2 separate regions of the Gossypium hirsutum genome follow, and region 2 is linked to region 1. Evidence: chromatin contacts called from public Hi-C data. All regions are on one chromosome and are shown on one strand. Each heading gives the region's core, a stretch centred on a gene start, on an enhancer-like site or on the middle of the called end of the contact. The rest is flanking DNA. Distances are from core to core; before and after follow the strand shown.

Region 1 (5,529 bases), core at 1,636-4,135:
TCAAGCTATCATTTTGGGTATTGATAAATTCAAGTATTTTGAGTTATGGCATGTATATGGACTTGGTCATTTTGTTATATACGTCATATGATTTTAGCCAATGTAATGGCTTGTAATCGTCAAAGGCTTGTTTTTCTATTTGGCCGTGTAAGTTGGCTTATAGTGGCAACATGGTTGTAACCTAAGAATATTCATATATGTGTCAATATCTATGGTGATATGATCATGATATACTTGGTGAATATGAAATATTTGGAAATGTGATTTATGGCATAATTGTGTAATGTTTGGAATTGTGACCTATTGATGAGATGATGAATTTGAGTATAATTTGGTAACTAGATAGTAATTGAATAAAACCTAATGAATGTGAGATTTGTATGTTTGATTTAGGGCTTAATAAATGTAGTTAATATGTTAGATAAAGATATAAAGTTGATATGTTTTAACCATGAATGTGGATGTTTTGGTTGCCTAAGTATGTATTGTTTTGTGCCTTTGAATTAGGGTAAGTGTATGTGTGAATAAGGGTGGCCAATGGCTTGGTAAATAGCCTTATTATAGTCCACACGGGTAGACACATGGGCATGTGTCTAGGCTATGTGTGACACATGGTCAGCCCCATGGACGTGTGATTTGGCCATGTCCCCTGCACCTAAATTTGTTGCAAAATAGAATGCTCAGAATTGAGCACACGGGCAGAGGCACGGGCGTGTGTCCCCTGTGTAAAGGACAAGGCCTCGGGACACAGGCACGTGTCTTAGCCGTGTGACTTCAATTTTTTCTTAGGTGACAAAAAGAAAGTTACACGGGTTAGGGACAAGGGCATGTGTGACTACACGGCCTGCCCATATGGGCGTACCCCAAGCCACAAGGGCGTGTGACCCCTGTTTAGGCAAAAAAATTTCTAAGTGTTGTAAAATTTTCTAAATTTCTCGGTTTAGTCCCGAACCACCTCCAATGCATGTTTTGGGCCTCGTAGGCTCGTAATAGGGACTTTATGATTAATTGTAAAAAGATTTAATTTGATGCCAAATTTATGGCTCGAAATTGTATGTTTACTTGTGTTTAAGTCTGGTAATGCCTCGTACCCTGTTCCGGCGTTGAATACGGGTAAGGGGTGTTACACTGTGGGTCAGAATGTAAGCTACACGATGCTGCTCATATGAGCTGTGGAGTATCTGCAACAAATACAGTACCTCAGCCATCGATAGGACATTTAAGACCAGCACTCGAAACATGAAATCCCTAATGACATGTCATTTGTATCCTGCGAATTCCTAAGGTTCAATCGAGACTCAATAACCGTCATAGCATTGATTTGTTTATACATCGATCAATTCGCATTATAAATAACATAATAACATATGATTTGAAATAGCTTTAATTCGATAACCAATTATACGAACTTACCTTGACGACTAGGGCGTAGAAGTTAAATCGAGCTATTCTGAAGCTTTTGCTTTGCCTTGATCTAGGTCTGAACATGGTCTATCTTGATCTAAATAGAAAATTTCAATCCCTTTAAAACTTATAGTATTCAATTTAATCCATAGTTCATATTTATGCAAAATTATTATTTTACCCCTAAAATTTTAATTTTTTCACAATTTAGTCCTTAGACTAATAACTTAAAATCTAACCATTTTAATAAAAATCCATGTTAACTAAACATGCAAGGGAGCTTGAAACAACCCATATTTGTCATCATTTCACAATAAAACCCTAGAATTTATGCATTTAACAAATTAATCCCTAATTTCAAATTTTGAAGTGTTACATATGTAGAAATGCATTAAACCCATTTGCAAGAACCACTTGCAAATAGAGATTGAAGTAGTGGAGAGCCTTAGGCTTGGGCTTTGTCTTGGGCATGGTGAAGGGCTTGATTTAGTCATTCTAGGGCTTGATCTAGTCATTCTTATTTCTCCCATGATCAGTTTGCTTGTCATGTTATTAAGAGATTATCTCGAGTATCATAATTTGTTTTTTCAGATTTACTCTCACCGGAACAACAAAGCTTCAATATATATAAGAAATTAAGTACATGCGCATCTAACTTGTAAAAGATAAAATATTATCATTAAGGTTTTGCTCATATCAATTACCATTAGAGCATGGAAAATATTAAGATAAGAAAATATTAGTTTCCTTCCAGGTAACAAAAAGCAGGTCTAATTTGTTGCACAATCTCCTAAAAATCTCCAACCAAAATTATATACACAAAATAGACAAAAACTTGCACCAATGAATAATGGCATATCAACTCAAAATTTTAACAGAGTTAAGTTTTTTAGCAGGGGCAAAGCCAGAATAATATTTAAGAAGGGCCGAATGAAATTTTAATTTTTTATAGTTTATATCTTTATAATTTGTAAAGAATTAAATTAAATTTTTATAATTTTAAAAGAATCAAAATATAATTTTACCTTTACTAATTTAAAACTTTTAAAAAATTTTAAGAGTCTAAATAATAATTTTATATTTTAGGGAGTCGGGGCCGGGGCCATGTCAGCCCCTAGCTTCGCCACTTGTCTTGGGACATATTATGACACAAAATTTCAAATATTACATTGAAATATTTTGGTACAGATTTCATATTACTCATTCAGATAAATTTTAGGGAACATTAACCTTAATTTTTTAAAAAAAGAGGAATACGAATGGGACATGAAACTGTTCGGAAAATGTGGCTGGCTGGGACGAGCTAATCAAAAACAGTTTTTTAAGTGAAATGAAAATGGTCCGTTGAAACCACGTAGCAAAAGAGATGATTACAATTTGCAAGTCTAAAAAGTGGATCCCACTTTGAACCGTTGACACTCTTCCACGGCCATCACCGGTCTTCTTTTCCTTCCATAAATTTATTTATTTCAAACCACACACCGAAAAAGTAATTTCTAAGAAAATAAAAATAGTAAAATCTTTTTTCTTCTTTAACAAGTACAAGAGGAAAGGAGATTGACAAATTATTCTTAGGAGGAGAATCTATTCTCTCTCTTTGTCATAACAGCCGTAGCATCTTTCGTCAACAACTCTTTCCTTCCGAGGTTCTTCAGCTGCTTCTTTCATTTTCATATTTATTCTCTATTTACATGTCATTTGAGCTGAATTATTTTTAATTTTTTTTGTTGATTGTTGGATATTTTCAGCGTTTTTCTGTCTGTGCTTCTTTTTAATATGCCGTTGTTTAACGTTAATGGGTCATCTTTCATTTTCCTTAAAAGAGGACTTCTTTCTTCTGTTTTTATTTTTATTTTTAATTTTTATGATTGAGATTTTTAATTTGACAAAGTTGTTTTAATTATTCGCCTTTATTTTTGGTGATAAAGAATCACTTTAGGGTTTTCTTCGTGCAGCGTTCTTACAATAGCTTGGTGTTTTTAGTAAATTGTTTTAGGGTTTATCTGGATGGCTGATGGGAGAATTGGATGTATCTTGACGAAAGTTTGAATCTTTGTTATCTAATCTCAATCGTTTCTTTCGATTCAGCAGAGTTCACAGGGATTTGAAGCGTAAATAAGATCTTATTAAGATATAGTTTGGGGGTGTAGATATTGCTACCTGTTTTGTTTAAACATGGTGATGGTAGAGTCGATTGCAACAACTTCACTTCTTGGACACCGCCCTTTATGTGGAAGATTTTCCGCTAGGGATGTCTCCTGCAAACAAAAATCTTTGAGTAACTGCCTGTCTCCTTTCAAAGAATTTATTGGCAAAACGATCGTTGTTCCTCCTTCGCCAAGATTGAGAGTGGAAAGGTTAGTTAATTCATCCATCAAGGCGCTTGCAATGGAGCTGACAAAAGAGGTTTATGCATATGAAGGAAAAGCACCAAGAAACTGGAGTTATCTGCTTGATACTAGTGTAGAGCAAAAGCCTCGCTTATGGTCGCCGGAGAATAGAGCTGATAATCCTTCTTTACACAATCCCTTGCTTCGACAAGAAAGGATGGGCTGTGGTTGGTTAGGCGCTTTATTTGAATGGGAAGGAGTTATAGTTGAAGATAATCCTCAGCTTGAGAAGCAAGCCTGGCTGGCTCTTGCTGAGGAAGAAGGAAAATCTCCTCCCCCTGCCTTTATCCTCAGAAGAATAGAAGGGATGAAAAATGAGCAAGCAATTTCGGAAGTTTTGTGCTGGTCAAGAGATCCAGCACAATTGAGAAGAATGGCTGCAAGGAGGGAAGAAGTTTACCAAGCTCTGCAAGGTGGGATATATAGATTACGTAATGGTTCCCAAGAGTTTCTACATGCCTTGACACGTTACAAGATACCAATGGCATTGGTATCTACCCGGCCAAGAAAAGTTCTTGAGACTGCCATTCGACCCATTGGGATGGAAGGGTTCTTCAGCGTCATTGTTGCGGCAGAAGATGTTTACCGGGGAAAACCAGATCCTGAAATGTTTGTTTATGCTGCACAGCTTCTGAAATTTATACCTGAGCGCTGCATTGTGTTTGGGAACTCTAATCAGACAGTTGAAGCTGCTCATGATGCATGGATGAAGTGTGTGACGATTGCTAGCAAGCATCCAGTATATGAGCTTGGGGCTGCAGACTTGGTGGTGAACCATTTAGATGAGCTCTCAATTGTTGACCTGAAGAACCTTGCTGATATAGAGTTGGCTGAATTTGGTTCCAGGGAGCCTGAGTCAGAGTTGGAGATAGAGGAAGAAGAGTCTCGGCCATCTACCTCAATAGCAATAGATGATATTTTCTGGTAACTTCAAAAGAATTTTACATTCATATGGTTCCTGGTGATAAGGTTTCCCAGTGGACCTGATGTGTATAACAAAAAAAAGAAAAAAAAGAAAAAAAAAGGGGGGAAATGTGGTCTGCATTGGACTACTTTTAACATGGCAGTGTATGTACTAGTAGTTGTATGATGTATATGCTGTACTTAACTGACTCGTTGTTCCATGCTTCATTGTGTATAGCTGCTTGCTTTAGATATTCTGCATTTGTTATCTTGACTGGTTACTTCCGCAGATTATGACGTGGGGGCTGCTTTGGTTTTCAGAATTTTCTGGATGCTTATGTTTTCCTTTAACTTGATCAAAAGCCATTCAGTTTCTTGTTTCTGGACATTTTGACTCTATATCTTATGGGTGGACTCAGGTTGAGGTCGCTCTTTCTGCTTGTTCATTCTTTAAATTTTGATATAACGAGGAGGCATGGGTGGTATTTTGGCAGGTGATTACGGTCAAGCTTGAGTTGCATCAATAGCGCGGGTTTGAGATAGCCGCTCCTTCCTACCTGTATGATAATTGCTGAAATAAATGATTTGACTTGCGATCAGTTTTATATTTAATATTAAAATATCTTTTTTTCTTATAGCTTTTAATATTTAACTAGTATTCCCGAATAGTTACTGAATATAAATGGAGTTGGGTTTTAGCAAGGTTGTAACTGCCAACGATCTCGAAGTCTTATTCTTGCATTTATCTCTCCGTGGTGTCTATTGGTAGTAATTTATGTTGCAGGAATCTCGTATAAATTTGCAAATCGAATTTATGTTAATGAGAAATCAA
Region 2 (5,529 bases), core at 1,240-3,739, 410 kb after region 1:
ACACGATATTAACGTACTTTATGTTTGTTTAAACTTGAATGGACTCAAAATATTACTCTTAGAAATTTTCCCTAGTCTATTCATATTTACAAATGGTTAATCCGAGTCCGTTTTAGGCTTGTTCATATTTTTAAAAAAAAATTAAAATATTTATATTATTTTTAATTAATATTTAATTATTTTTTCATTTATTAAATTTTTATATATAGATATCTTAAAAGTTATAGAAATGAAATAGACAATAAAAAATTATTAAATTTATTTTAAAAATATGGAAATTAAATAGAAAAAACGACTATTATAAATTATATTGTTTAGAAATCTTGTTTGCTTTATTTTTAAGTTTGAGCATTGTAAATTAAGGGAGTAAACGGTAATCGTAATATGAAAAGTGCAAGCATCATAAAATGTAATCTTTGATTTGTCTATGGTATATATAATAAACTAATAATGTAATTTACATTTAATAATTAGACATAAATTGTATTGTTAAAATAGGAATTTATTTTGATGAATTTTTTTAAAACCCAATGGTATTTTTTTTCTTTTCTTTTTTTTGAGTAACCGTCCGTTTTGATTCATAATAGGCTTGGAAGACCAAAATAAAAGAACACAAAAAATCCAAAGCAAAGCCTGTAATGTTTCAACAGAACAGAAAAAGAAAACAAAACCCAACGTAATCCAAAAATACCTTCCAGTCCCTTCGGTTGCCAGCTATTACAAAACGGCCAAATCCTCCAAAATCTGGTGATCTGAACAACCAGACAAGAAGGGGAGTTGAGTTTTACTTATGGCGTGTCAAAATTCTCAACCCGGAATTTTAAAGAGCAGAAGAAAAGGCTATGGTGGTCAATTGAAACGTTGGTCAGAATCTGCCATTTCCAAAGCTGTTACTGGAGCGTCTTCAACCCAGAAAAAGTCTTCAAATCTTTTCAACCCTTCGACTGCCATTGCATGCGCCGCAGAGTTCCAGTCTCTTGCAACAAATTCGAATATGCATGAGGAAAAATTCCTTGCTAGAGCCTTCGCATCCCAGGTAAGGGGTCTAATCTCCGAATAATCTTCTTTTGACGATTGGAGATTTTGAATAACTAGTCTAGAATCACTTTCCAGAATAACGTTCGAAAAGCCCATCTCCGGCGCAAACTGTAGTCCGTGAAGGACAACCGTCGCTTCATCCAACACCACCGATCTAACCAGGTTATGAGTTTTAAACCCTGAGCCCATAATGAGCCATTCATCATTTCTTATAATAAAACCTGATGCTGCATGTTGTCTTGCTGCAGAGAAGCCTGTATCAACATTAATTTTGACCCAATTCGGAAGAGGGGGCACCCATTTATTCAAATCTCTTGGTCTGGGATGCTGTAAAATTGACGATATCCCCCGAAACTCCCTACTGAAGCCCCTGATAAAGGTAACCACTTCTTCTATGCTTTGCATCTTTTGTTCATGAACGAATTTGTTGCGAGAAAACCAAAGTGCCCAAATTGTAATTGCAATTTCATCTTTCCTGTCACTGGCTGAATTTTCAAAGAGCCAGTTTAACCAATCGGTAAAACACAAAACTGCTACTGAATTCGACCACAGATAATTTATTTTTAACCAAACTTCCAAAGCAAAAGAGCAATCACGAACAACATGGGTAGAAGATTCACTGCAATCCTAACAACGCGGACATCTATTATCTGTCATTATTCTTCTAAAATGTAAATTCTGAAATGTGGGAATATAATTTTTCGCAAATTTCCATACTAAAATGCGAATTTTTTATGGACATGCTAAACTCCAAATTTGCTTGAAAGTATATTTCTCTGCTGAACTCAAATTTAGAAGGCTCAATGAGAATTTTATATTCGTTTTTTACTAAATAGACGCTCGATTTTTCACTGGACCATACTACGTTATCAGATTGATTAGTAATAGGTAGAGGAATACTCACAATTAAATTTCCTTCTTCTTCCATGAATGTTGAGTAGATTAATTCGCGGTTCCATCTATTTGGATTATGCAGAATCAGATCACTGACACACTCCATGCCTGCTACCCTATTCGTTGTAATTAGGATTCTGTTTTTTCCTGGTAACCAATAGTCCTGCCAGATTGATACAGAACTCCCCGACCTTATCCTCCATCTCAGCCCAGATTTTAAAAAACCTTTAGCGCCCGAAATGCTTCTCCACAAAAGTGATGGATTTGCGCTCAAAGAGGCCTCCAGAAAATTCGACCCGTTGCAATATTTCGCACAGATCAACTGTGCTGTTAATGATCCAGGATTTTCCAGTAATCTCCAACCTTGTTTTGCTAATAAAGCAATATTGAATTTGGATAAGTCACGGAACCCCATCCCACCTTCTTCTTTTGGAACAGATAGAGCTTTCCAAGAACACCAATGCAAACCATTCCTCCCTGCTTTCTTCTGTCACCAAAATCTAGCAATAACGACTTCTAAATCCTTGCAAAAAGACGTCGGAAGTAGGAAACAAGCCATTGCATACATAGGGATGGCTTGCAAAACAACTTTGATTAACACTTCCCTCCCACCCACCGAAAGCATTATCGAACTCCAGCTAGAAACCCTTTTAATCAACTTTCCTTTTATCTCCCTAAAAGCCTCATTTTTGTTTCACCCTACAATTGAAGGAAGGCCAAGATATTTTTCTGGGTTGATACTTGAGTTGACCTCCAAGATTTGACAAACCCTTTCTTTACTATTCTGCTTAACATTAGAGTTGAAAAACACTCCAGATTTATCAAAGTTTATTAATTGACCCGAACTATGAACATAAATCTCCAAATTATCTTTAAGCGCCCTAGCCCTATCAGATGTTGCGTCTTCGAAAATAAGACTATCATCTGCAAAAAATAAGTGAGTGATAAGAGGAGCATCTCCGTTAATTCGTATACCCTTAAGATCACCACTTGTAGCAGCCATTCGGAGGAGAGTCGATAATCCTTCCTTGCAAATGAGGAATAAATAAGGACTCTGTGGGTTCCCTTGTTGAAGTCCCCGTGAAGGAAAAAATAAATTGCCCATTCATAGCCACTAAGAGACCGATTCCACACATATCATAATTTTGCGAACCCATCAATCTGAAAAACTCATTTTTCGAAGTGTAACATTGATGAAAGATCACTCCACTCTGTCTTTACTCATATCGAGTTTTAAAGCAAAAGATCCCTCTCTCCCTATCCATTTCTTCTTCATAGAATGCAGAACTTCATAAGCAGCTAGTACATTCAGTGATAAGCCTCCTTGGGACAAAAGCGCTTTGTGCCCCGTCTATACAATAATGAAGAACCTTTTGGAATCGATTCATTAGCATATTTGAAATAATTTTATAGAGAATATTACGAAGGCTAATTGGCTTAAATTGAGCCATAAGACGAGGGCAACTAACCTTAGGAATGAAGACAATTCTTGTTCGGTTTATGTCAGCAATATTGTGAATCCCATTCAATGTCTCGATACAGAAATCCGCCACCTCTTTGCCCATAATATGTCAAAACCTTTGGTAAAAAACCGCATCTAATCCATCCTCTCCAGAAGCCTTTAGAGGATTCATAGATTTTAAAGCCAAACACACCTCCTCGTAAGAAAATTCTCTCTCAACGTCCTCATTCATTGGTTGAGATATGCATAACTCAACTCCTTCCAAAATAAAATTCTGGATTCCCAATTCCATTTGAGGTGAACAGGGAATCAAAATAATGTGTGGCCTACGACAACAACTCCACATTACTTTCATAATTATTTCCATCAACATCTGTAAGATTCTCCATTTTGTTCCACTGTCTTCTCTCTATTGCAGTTTTGTGGAAAAAATTTGTGTTTCGGTCCCTATTTTTCATCCAGTTTGCTCTTACTCATTGTTCCCAATAGAGCTCCTCCTGACCTGCCTCCAAATTTAGGGCTAATTTAATATCCACAATGTCACCCAAAACCTCATTAGTTGGATGGGATTCATTCAGCTTTATTAATTTTTTTTTCGAGATCCTTTTTTGTCAAGGCCCTCTTCTTTTTTTTATTTGCTTGAACCATGTATCAGGGCCCACTCCCATCGCCTTCAATCTGCTTGGAACATCACCTGAGCTTTCGGCCTAAAGTTTCATAACCTCTGATTCACACGATTCTTCCAAAAGCCAAACTACCTCGAATCTAAAATGCCACTGATTAGCTTCATGGTGATGTTGGAAACAGAGGTTTTAGGACCATAATTTCAATAAGTAAGTCAATAAATATTATCTATTTAATATTTACAAATTAAAAATAGTGGTATATTAAAACATGATTTAATTGATTTTATTGAATTAGTAATTAGTTAAAGATAACTGATTTGTCCCAAAAGTTAAGTGATTTTGAAAAATGAGATATCGGGGTTTTTGTTTCTATAAATCGAGTTTGTAAATATTTTTATTAAATATTTATGGAGTTATTATATTAGTATGTGAATGTTCGTTTCGAGATTTTAATGTTTGGTTAGTTAATTAATGAAAAAAAGACTAAATCATAAAAGACGTAAAACTTGATTATTATTGAATTTTATTAATTCAAAGGCTTAATTAGGAATTATATAAAGTTTTAAGTGGAAATTTACCACATTTTAGTAACAGTGGACGGTAGAATTTGAATTATGGCTTTGTTTTATTAATTATTGAAGTAAAAAATAAAACAAATAAAAAAATAAAGATCATCTTCCCATTTTTATTTCTTTCATGGCCGAACCTTAAAAAAAAACACCGAACCATTTTGAAGTTTCAACAATCGGCATATGCATGGTAAGTCATTTAAGGTCGGTTTTCGTAATTTTTATATTTTTGAGATCGTTAAAATTAGATTTAGCTAACTTGCATCTTCATTTTCAAAACTGTTAAAGATTTTAAAACTGCCATTGATGAATTTTAGATGTTTTTGATAGGAGATGATAGATTTTAAAGCTTGATGTTGAAATAGAACTATTTTGTAAAGTGATTTTGTATAGTTTTTAAGCTTAAGGCATGATTTTCTTGTAAATTTCAATATTATAGGGCTGAGTATGGATGTTTAAGAATTTGGTTATATGTGTTTATGGGTTAATTGTGAAAATAAGCTTGCTTTGATATTAAGGACTAAATTGAATAAAAAGTAAAAGTTGAGGGTAATTGTGAAAAATGTCAATAAAGAAATTATATGCATAAAATGAATTATTATTATGTATTTGGGCTGATATTTGAAATAAATTATTGCTTATTTCAGGAGTCGGTAGACTAATCGTGGAAAAGAGAAATTTTCTTATTCTAACATTGCAATTTTTGTTGTTTTGCGTTGATAAGTTCAAAAGGTATATTTGTGTTAAATTGTTACGTATTTAAAATTATAATTGTAAATATACATTGTCGAAACCTTTTTGGAAACTCAAATTTTTATTTTAAAAACAAAGACAGAATCGCCACCAATTCTTTTTATTAGATGTGATTAGATCACTTCGAAACTTGGTCATTTTAATAAAAGGGGTAGATTTACTAAAATGATGATTTTTAGTCTATAGA

Evidence for each region. Hi-C and Micro-C count contacts between places; a contact is called where the count stands out from the background.
Region 2: a Hi-C map of leaf shows a contact between it and region 1, with 2.0 times the contacts expected there. The contact joins the promoter of LOC121212738 here to the promoter of LOC107922580 in region 1.

The regions. Positions count from the first base shown.
Region 1 is chrA13:49,146,791-49,152,319 of Gossypium_hirsutum_v2.1, forward strand. LOC107922580 (5-amino-6-(5-phospho-D-ribitylamino)uracil phosphatase, chloroplastic) reads left to right here and starts at 2,886. Exons shown (of 3, transcript XM_016852672.2): 1 at 2,886-3,050; 2 at 3,496-4,718; 3 at 5,192-5,330. The coding sequence starts at 3,580. The coding sequence ends at 5,195.
Region 2 is chrA13:49,558,741-49,564,269 of Gossypium_hirsutum_v2.1, forward strand. LOC121212738 reads right to left here and starts at 2,490. Exons shown (of 2, transcript XM_041086135.1): 1 at 1,943-2,490; 2 at 634-1,523. The coding sequence starts at 1,997. The coding sequence ends at 850. It overlaps LOC121212739 (a long non-coding RNA gene), which reads left to right and starts at 809. Exons shown (of 4, transcript XR_005908115.1): 1 at 809-1,036; 2 at 1,114-1,200; 3 at 1,287-1,417; 4 at 5,237-5,529.